Linked DNA regions of Gossypium hirsutum: region 2 is linked to region 1. A link is a contact called in public Hi-C data. All regions are on one chromosome and are shown on one strand. The core of a region is the stretch at or near the end of the contact, and the rest is flanking DNA. Distances in the headings are between cores, read along the strand shown. Region 1 holds the start of LOC107962163 (subtilisin-like protease SBT5.6). Region 2 holds the start of LOC107962161 (integrin-linked protein kinase 1).

Region 1 (5,112 bases), core at 1,846-4,345:
ATTTTATCAATCATGCTAATTTTTAGAGTAGAAAAGAATGAATTTTTTTACAAAAAAAAATATATTTTACTATTTAATCTATAAAGTATAAAGAATAACTTATCTAATATTTTAACAAAAAAAAACAAAATATAATCTAAGTATTATCAGCGGAACCATCGTGATATATTACCAATTACCCTAAAAGTTCCTTCTCGTTATTTGCTTTTGTATTTTTGAATAGTAAAGAAAACAATTTTTAAAAAGTTTGGAGTTTTGGCTTAATTTAGCTACTCATAATTCAATTTTGAACGACAATTTCGAAGTTGGTATATATGCAAAGCTTCTCCTGATGTTAATTGAAAGTGGTAAATGTGATAGTTGTTGTTAAATTTGAAATTTAGTTATTATATTTTATTTTAAAGAATTTAATTTAATTATTTTTAAATATTAAAATTCAGATTTAATTGTTAATACTTTTAAATTTTTTTCATTAAATTTAGGTCCAAGTCAATTTTTTTAATTACATGCCTACTAAGTAGAGAGAAATCTAAATTTTAACAAGGTTAATAATTGGACTTGAATTTTGAAATAAGTACAGGTATTAAATTCTTAAAAATTAAAAGTACAAAAATTAAATTTTAAATTTGAAAAGAGTACAAAAACTTATGACATCACATGTTTATCGTTTGGAAAATGACTCAACTTCTAACCATAAAAAGATTATCACCTTTGATAGGTTAAGTTCTGCAATAACTCTTTATACTTTACACGAAAGTATTTAGTCTTTAGACTTTAATTTGGTCATTTTTAGCTAATATGCTTTCCAAATTTTAAAATTTATGTCCACATCATACGGTTGTTAAGTTCGTTCAATTATGTTATTACCATATGCATAATGTCATATCAGTTTGTTATTTCACATATTACTCATTAAAAATTCAATTAATAGATTAATAATTGTCATTTTGTAAATTTCAAATTTTGAATTGTATAGAGACTTAAAATAATCCAATTGAAGAATATTGACAAAATCTACAACTATACACATAGTACATGTTGATACAAGATTTGGATTTGAAGCTTGAGGACAGTTCACCCATGAAACTTGGTTGCAGAGGGTAGAATGACCCTTTTTTCATGTCCTTGAAAGTGTATATAAAAGGGGTTCTTGGTGGGCTTATGTAAGATACTCTATCAGTAGTGTAAGGTAGGTATAGAGTCACGTGAATGTGATAGGGATAAATATTTGTATAGTTTAGTATAAAATTATTAATTGAATTTAATCCAATAAATTTAATTATTATTTTTAGTAGAATAAAAATTTTAAAATTCAAAAAATATTAAAATTAATTAATTTAAAAAATATAAAACACTAAAATTAATCAAATCACTTCTAAAAAATATTGATTAAATTAAAATGTAAAGACTAAAGCTGGAATTTTCATTAACTACGGGGTGTAATCATAGAATTGACTCTTTGATAATAATCAAAGAACCTTAGCTGGTCCTATCAATCCAAATGGAAAAGGGCCCTCCTTTCCCCAAAGATTATTGGATTTATTAGGAACCATTTTCAGATTGTTTTCACGAGATTTTGACACATGAAACGAACCTCGAAAAAGCAGAATAGAAACCCCTCAGTGTGCAATAAAATTTGCATGCTATTCAACAAATTATATAAAGTTCATCACAAGTAAATTAGATGAAAGGGAAATTTTTCTCAAACCTTTACTAAATATGGTTTGATTAATAGGACACAAATACCATGAAAGTTAAGGAAAAACATATGCTCACACGTTTGAGCCCTTAAATAGTTTTTAATTAAATTTAAAATTTAGCTTTAAGTATGTAGGGTAAAGTTTAGAGTTTTAGGATTTAAAATGTGAATGTTTAGGGTTTTAGAATATTAAAATAATAAATATTATTATAAAGAATGAATGCTGGAACCCATACATGAAGTGGCAAGTCAAGCCGAATAGCGGAATAGAAAGCAAAGGAAAATTCACTCACTTGTTACAATTGGATGAGTTAAAAGCGACTCCTCCTTGGCAGATTCCTTTCCATGATTTTGGGGTGGGATCCATTCCTTGGTCACTGAAGCTAGGTGATTCCGGCCATAGACCTAAATTGATGAGACCCCCAAAACAGTAAAACAATCCAATAATTACATAATACATTTAGAAAAATGAATTATTTGCTACTCAGTTGTCTTAATACAACAAAAGCAATAATGCTTGAGACAGTCACATGAGTAATCTAAAAAGATGGCATTGGAATTCATATATAGTTTTAAATTATAATTGCAAAACTTTTTTACCGCTATCCATCACTCCAATAATGACATTTTTGCCATGTTTAGCTTTTGACAATAAGTCTTCTCCTCCCATCTTAAGCTTTTCCCATGAATAGCTATCTCCTTCATCTAAGCCAACAAATTCCCATGACCTTGTTGTCTGCACTGAGTGCTTTCCATGTGAAGGAAACACTGACAAAAGCCCATCCATTCCTGTGAGGAAAAATGAAAACCCAAGCATTATTATTAGGTATTAATTTCAGAAATGGAGATGAAGAAATATGTTGCTAATGAGTCACCCACCAGAGAGCTTGGAGGCTTCATCTGGTGTAAGCTTTGCAGCAAAGCCATTGATGCTGTGTTTGTAGCTGTAAAGAAGGGAAGATTTAGCATCTTCTTCAGATTCTTTGACTGAAAGTAAGTATGAGATATGGGTTTTCTCAATCTCATGCAAAGCTTTCTCCCCATTGTTGTGTAGCCCCAAGTAAACTATATACACCTACATAGACAATAAATATATATATTTTACATGAAAATTAGAGTTCCGAGAGAGAACTTTACTACAGAAAGATGTTGAAGAAATAATAGAAGAGTTACGAGAAACAGAAAAAGTACTTTTTTCTCAACAGATGAGGCCAAGATAGGAACGACAATCAAGAGAAGGAAACAAAAGAGAGTGTTCTTCATGGCTAATAATGGCACTGAGTATTGTCAATCCTATGGAGAGATAATGTTATATTTATAAGCGTCTTGATCAATTGTGTATACTGATAATTACAACTCTTTCACTTTACATGATATATGGATTGTTATATGGTTTTGAAAAATCTTCTTAGCATTTACTGTATTTACAGATAAATATGGGAATCTCTAATTGAAAAAAAGTTAAAAGTATATCTTTAATTAAAAATAATTATGCCTTTAAAAATTACTAAGGTATTTTTACATATTTAAAATAAGTAATATTGTTATGATAATATTTTTATTTTTTTTTAGCTTTTTAAAAAAATCAGCATAAAATTTACATATATTGACATTTGAACTCATGTCATTAATTTTATTTTGATATTTTATGCATTTCAATATTATTTCACAAACATTTCAATGTTTTACCAACATTGGTTGTATATTTATCTTTTATACTATTATTTAAATCTCTGATTGAGCTTATGTTACAAGTCAATCCAAGGTCAACCCAATAAAAAATTTATTAAATTGTCCTTACAAATTTGAAATAAGTTATATTCTTACAACGGTGCTTTTATTTTTTTTATATTTTTAATAAAATCAGTATAAAATTTATATATGATGAGATAAATTATATTCTTAATATGACGTAGTTACTTATTTAAAAAAATTTTACTCACAATTTAAACTATTCTTTTTAATTTTAATTCCATATATTATATAAAGTATTATTATTAATAGTTACGTAATTTATTTAAAGATTTAATTTTTACACCCATATGATTTGTGATAAAATCCGAAACTCTAGTTGTACATCAGTCAACTCATGAGTTTTTATTAAATATATTTATTTGATGATAGATAAAATAATTATAATTAAATTATTTTATCTTTAAAGTTTTTATTTTTTATTAAAATGTAATATACTAAATAATTAATAAAAGCATCCTTTTAACGTTATGCCTAGGTTTTTACTTTTCTTAATCAGGGTTAAAAGTTGGGGTAAACATTTGATAAAATCGAGTAAAAAAATTTGAGTTAATTGAGTTAACGAGTCTTATTTTATCATCCTACCTCGAGTTGAATTTTTTTTAATTGAGTCCAGTGAAATGAAATTCAAGTCGACCCAAATCAAATTGAGTGAAATTACTCGAGTTAAATTAAAAATTAAACATTCCAAATTAAAATCTTATTTTAATATAACTAGTTCCATGTTAGAAGATATAAATTTGAAACTATATATATATTTGAAAACTTTTTCAAAGAAAAATAAGAAGAAAAAAATATTTTTAATATGATAAACTTAAATCATTAATTAATTTATTTACATCCCAAAATTATTATTTTAATTTTTAAAATTTTAACTTTCTTTATATATTCTTTGGAAATTTTTTAAAATGTATATAATTTTGGAATTTTTATAAATATTTTGAAATTCGAAAGTTATTTTGAATTTTTTTTTTGAAATTTTTGTTGATAGAGAGATCGATTTGCTCATTTTTAAAATTGACAGGGACTAAAAGGATATTTATAGCAATCTATATTCAAATTATTTGAGTTATTCAAATTGTAAAATTTAACTCGACTCGAACTTAAAACTCGAATTATTTATTCAAATTGATTCAAAAAAATAAAAAATTCTAATAACTTGATTCAATTAAAAAATTAAATTTTAAATTAATTAAATTGAATTTTGCTTACTCATAATAAAAAAGGTAATATGCTATTGAAGGTATGAAAACGGGATACATATCATCTTTTCTAACCTTATTTAGAGCCTTAAAAATTTTACTAGTAGAGTGCGAAATAATTACCCATTTGAAAAAAATATATATTATATCATCTCAAGGTAAGAAAGCCTCCACTGCAACTCATGTGTCTTTAGGGTGTAATATGGAAAATAAAAAATATATATTATTTCTTAATATATTATTTCGTGTTTAAGTTTGACATTTTATTTTAATATAATATTTTTGATATTTTTTTATTTAACATGATATTTATATTTGATAAAATTATATATTTTAGTACCCAAAAGGGACAAAGCAAAAACTTTAATTTAGAGGGACCAAAGTTAAATTATAAAATTTTAAATTGGTAAAAGTACAATTTATATGCTTGTTATTTATAGAACTTTTAAAGGGATTTGT
Region 2 (5,112 bases), core at 1,493-3,992, 190 kb after region 1:
GGTTTAGAAGAGATTTCTATTTTCGGGAAAAAAATTGGAGATTAAGAAGTGTCGCACGTAATTTGTTTGCATGACCTTTTTATAGTGAGGAACAAACTTAGGTACGTGTCCTAAGATCGCTGACGTGGAAGTTTGATTTGATACTCTTGGTAGTGACGGTAACGTGACTTGATGTCCTAGGATGAGACATGTTAGAGCGACTAATAATCAATTACTTTGAATCTCAATATGTCTCTCGGAATTATCCCTTTTCAAAGTTCTCCAAGTTAAAATTTGTGAACTAACCTAAGTTTACAATATAATTAATTCCATTAAAAAAAATATGTTCAGCTCTCTATAAATATACGATCATATTCATAAGATACACTATAAAATTCACAAAATCCACTACATAAGGTATAACACGTAGTTAGTACTTATTCAGAACACCATCCAAAATTCACAGTATACCACTCTGCCTTACAAAAATGTATTTCCACGTTGCGGATCCAAGCATTATATATATACACAAATACAATATCCACCCATTTGTATTTGTTCCCAACATCATTAAATTCTGCCTTATCTGCATTTTTGATGATGGCTCTTTCAAACGTCGGCTAAACTGAATAGTTTAAGCACATACCAATTGTCCCGTATACTCCGATCAAACCTAATTTAGATCACCAAAATAAGTGTTCCACGTAGTTCAATTAACTTTTTTGGATTAACTATACTAGATGTATTCAAATTATGAGCCAAATTTTAAACAAGTCCTTAAAATTTATAACAGTACAATCGAATTCTTAAAATATCGTCTGTTTCTTAATTCATACGTGTGTGAAAAAAGAATAAAATGAAATACAAATAAACATTTAAAACCAAAGCTCACAGTAGACTAATGAAAAATATGAGGCTTTTTAGGCAATTAACTTAAAAGAAATTAATTATTTACTATTTAAGTTAAAATTTTGTGTACCTAAATGATTCGTTTTTTACAGTGGTCGGCGGGCTACACTTTTTTTAAAAAAAATTTTTTTGGATGCCGCCATTATGTTAGGCGACACAAATGTATATTTTTTAAAATATCTGAAAAAATACGAGTATTTAAGGAGAGAAAAAAATATTTTTTAATAGGTACCGTTAGTTTGTCAGGAAGCATCGGTGGGAATTAAAAAAAAAAGTGAAATGGAAAAAAAAGTTGAAAAGAAACAATTGAAATAGAAAAAAAAAGAAAAAGGAGAAGCCTGTGACCGATGCTTGCTTCATAGGCAGTTTTTGTTTTTTTGACTTGTCTACGCCACCATTAGTGGATGAAATATTATTTAAAAAAAATAATCTTAGATGGGATGAGAGTGAGAAATAAAGAGATATGAGAGAAATATAAAGGAATGAGAAAGAGAAAGACAAATATGAAAAAAAAAGAGAATAACAAATATGTAAAATAAATATATAAAAAGGAATTGAATATTTTATAGAAAACAAGAATTATGACAAAAGAAATATACTAATATATATATATATATGAAAAATAGAGAATCAAATATGAAAAGAAAAGAGAATAACAAATATGCAAAATAGAGATACCAAAGAGAAAATCAAATATGGGAAAATAAAAAGAATAACATATATGAAAAATAAAAATAATTAAATATGAGAAATGAAAGAGAATAACATATATGAAAAGTAGAGATGGGTATTTTCCATAAAATATTAAATTCCCTTTTATATCTCTATTTTCAATATATATTATTATATTTTTTTTCCCATATTTGATTCTCTAATTTTTTTTCCCATTCAAGAGTCTCTTTTTTTTTATGTACTAAGTTGTCTTTTTTGTTTTTTTTTTTATTTTTCTTTTTTTTCCTCAATTGAAAATCTTAGTCTTCGTATTTAATAACCACTGATGTCTCCAATTATGATGGCCTTTCATGTTAATTTTGACACCAAAGAAGAGATTTTCTCTTTCTCGTTGACTTCTACAGTTCTGATCTCCTAGTAGCCGGCTCTAAATATTCTAAAACAATAACCAAAACTTTAAACTACTTTTTCTATAATGTTTTTTTAAAAAAAATCACTGGTGTCGTCTAACATGATGATGACACCTAAAAATATATTTTTTTAGAAATTTAATAGGTGTCCAATTAAAAATAATTTTTTTCTATTTAAATACCAATATTTTTGACAAATATTTAAAAAATATGTATTAGTGTCACATGACATAATAACAACATTTAAAAAAATATTTTTAAAAAAAATCGATGATTAGCTAATCCAGTACATCGATGATCACGATGAAAAATGCATCATTTACTCATATAATTTTAGATTTAGATTATTTTCATAAATAAATTAATTATTTTGGGTCAGTTAGGTAAAAAAACCAAAATTTGATTGAAATAATATTCATTTAAAAATTCAATTGAGACATTTGATGTGAGATGTACAGGTGCAATTATTTTTTTGTTAAAATATGTGGTCCCTCTCCACACGGCTATCTGCACTAAAACTGTCTGATCATGTATTAGCGGTGAATCTTTACCCCTTTCCGCAAATATCTAATAAAGTATAAAGTCGTCGTTTTCCCATTTCGTTTTGTTATTGTTCCGCTTAACGGAGCGCGTTAACTTCCCGTCATAAGTTCGTCAACTATCTCCTATCCACCGCTACGTCGCCAAAATTACTCTCACGCATCTACAGCGCGTGGATACCACAGCCCCTTAGGAAAATACGTTACCTTAACCAATACTGAAACTTCAGCGACTTCTTTCCAGCTTTCATTTCTTTTCCTTTTTTTTTGGTTTGAACTCTCTTTATAAAACCTCCCCAAAATCTCTCAATCTACTTTCATTGTAAAAATCTACACGTCAGGTCCCAGTTCTGTTTAATTCTTCTCTAATTAAGCGTTAATCAAATTGAAGATCATACTTTATTTTGGATTTACGAAGAGAAGTAGCTATCTTTTCTTTGATTCTCTTGTTCTTTTTAAGTGATGGAAAACAAAGCGGCGGTGAGGTTTACATTAGGGAAGCAATCGTCGATGGCGCCGGAGAGAGACAGAGGCGAAGCCGATGGGAAAGAGAACGAGGAAGGAGAGGAGATAGATGAAGGACTTAGGTTGATGTACTTGGCCAACGAAGGTGATTTGGACGGCATTCGCGAGCTCTTGGACTCGGGGATCAATGTTAATTTCCGCGACATCGATGATCGGACGGCTCTCCATATTGCAGCTTGTCAAGGACAGACCGATGTCGTTTCCTTGCTCCTTCAGCGCGGCGCTGACGTCGAATCTACAGATCGATGGGGAAGCACTGTAAGCAAAAAACCAAAATTGCCTCCTGTTTTGCTCTTTTTATATTTTTTTCTCTCTAATATATATAGTTTTGGTTAAATAGCCTTTGGCAGATGCTGTATATTATAAGAATCATGATGTGATTAAGCTTCTGGAGAAACATGGAGCTAAGCCTTTTGTAAGTTCCTTTTGAATTTTCTATTTGGAAATCTTTTTCCTTCGCTGATTTTTCTATTTATGTTGCTTGTTGAATTTTGGTCTTAGATGGCTCCAATGCATGTAAATCACGCGCGTGAAGTTCCAGAATATGAGATTGATCCAAAAGAACTTGATTTTACTAACAGCGTCAACATTACAAAGGTAATCTCTTATTTTATTATATGTTGCTGATCATGGTTTCATAATTGTTTAAATCATAGTTATGTAAAGGACGACTTTTATTGGGAAATTCATCAAGACCTGGGGACTTGCTAATAGTGGTTACATTTGCATTCATAAGAAGAACAATTTTGGTTTGGATCTGTTTCTCAGTGTACGTTTAACTTGGCGCCCGGTACGGCGTAATTGATCTTCCATCGCCCCGAATTGTTGTTCTGATTACAAGGGCAGCACGGTGGAGACCATTCTAACATACTGCAATTTCACTGGACAGTGGACCCTTTTGGGTCTGGTGGAGAATTCCCTCCAATCGCACTCCCCTTGCCATTTTCACCCTTGCTTTCGTTCTTTAAATTTTCAACACTTGGCTATTTCGAATTTTCTATTTTGTTTCATTTAAAGGTTTTTAATTATTTTTTTCATTTAAAATGATAAATTAATTTATGTTATAAGTGAATACATAAGTAGATAATAGAAATGCTGACCAAGTCTTAGCTCAGTTGGCATCGGTATTGTTGCCGGTGTAGGAGGATGTGTGTTCAAATGTGCTTATCCTCAGGGTTGGAAAGGGATTATGCATAGTTTTAGGCTTTGTATAAAAAAAGTAGATAATAGAAATTTCAAGAATTTATATTTAAATAGTGTCGGAATATCTATAAAATAAATAGTCTATTACAAATATATTAGTATTTTTAATGACTATTTTCTCTTTCACTAAATTTCACCTCAGCACTCGCAACTGCCTTTCCTCTAAATAGATGTCCCTCTGGTTTCACTCTGACTCTGACATTGCCCAGATTATACACCTACAAGAACTAATTTAACTTCAATTATTATTTTCAATTTCACCATCCATCCAAATCTGGCCTAAAATAATGCTTATCAACATTTGTGGAGAATGCTAGTAATTTTTGAAGTAGTGGCTTGGTTTTATCTATGTAAGTTATTTTGTTTTTTCTAGTTATGGAGGGAGGTTAGAACTGACAATAAAGAATTGGTAGATGACCAGTAAAAGATATATAAAACTTTTTGTTGCACAGAGCAAAGAGTTTCATTATCTATGCAATGCAGTTCCGAAGAGAGACACATAAGGGCAGTTATGCATTTCTAGGAGCAAAGTGCTTCTAAAAACATAGGTTGTTTCGTTCATGTTAAATATATATATGTACATTCAACTCATGACCTGATGACCATGTGTTATTGCATCTTCATTTTTTCTTTAGTTGCTGCTGAGCTAAGTCATTTCTATGACTAAATTGCAGGGAACCTTCTGTATTGCATTATGGCGTGGAACTCAAGTTGCCGTGAAAAGGGTTGGAGATGAAGTTTTTACCGATGAGGATAAAGTGTAAGTTCAATAACTCAAGATGTTCTTCCAGTCTTTCTATGTTGTGTTTGTGCGTGTATATATATATTATATATATTCTGGTAGGAGAGCATGAGTGAGACGAGGAGCTGAACAG

Evidence for each region. A called contact is a pair of places that touch in the nucleus more often than the background predicts.
Region 2: a contact with region 1 is called in a Hi-C map of leaf, with 3 times the contacts expected there. The contact joins the promoter of LOC107962161 here to the promoter of LOC107962163 in region 1. A contact is called at or near these places in 4 of 34 Hi-C or Micro-C datasets (hypocotyl and leaf).

The regions. Positions count from the first base shown.
Region 1 is chrA06:95,326,170-95,331,281 of Gossypium_hirsutum_v2.1, forward strand. It overlaps LOC107962163 (subtilisin-like protease SBT5.6), which reads right to left and starts at 3,096. Exons shown (of 9, transcript XM_016898428.2): 1 at 2,891-3,096; 2 at 2,579-2,774; 3 at 2,300-2,488; 4 at 1,993-2,104. The coding sequence starts at 2,962.
Region 2 is chrA06:95,511,800-95,516,911 of Gossypium_hirsutum_v2.1, forward strand. It overlaps LOC107962161 (integrin-linked protein kinase 1), which reads left to right and starts at 2,743. Exons shown (of 12, transcript XM_016898423.2): 1 at 2,743-3,292; 2 at 3,375-3,449; 3 at 3,536-3,631; 4 at 4,912-4,997. The coding sequence starts at 2,972.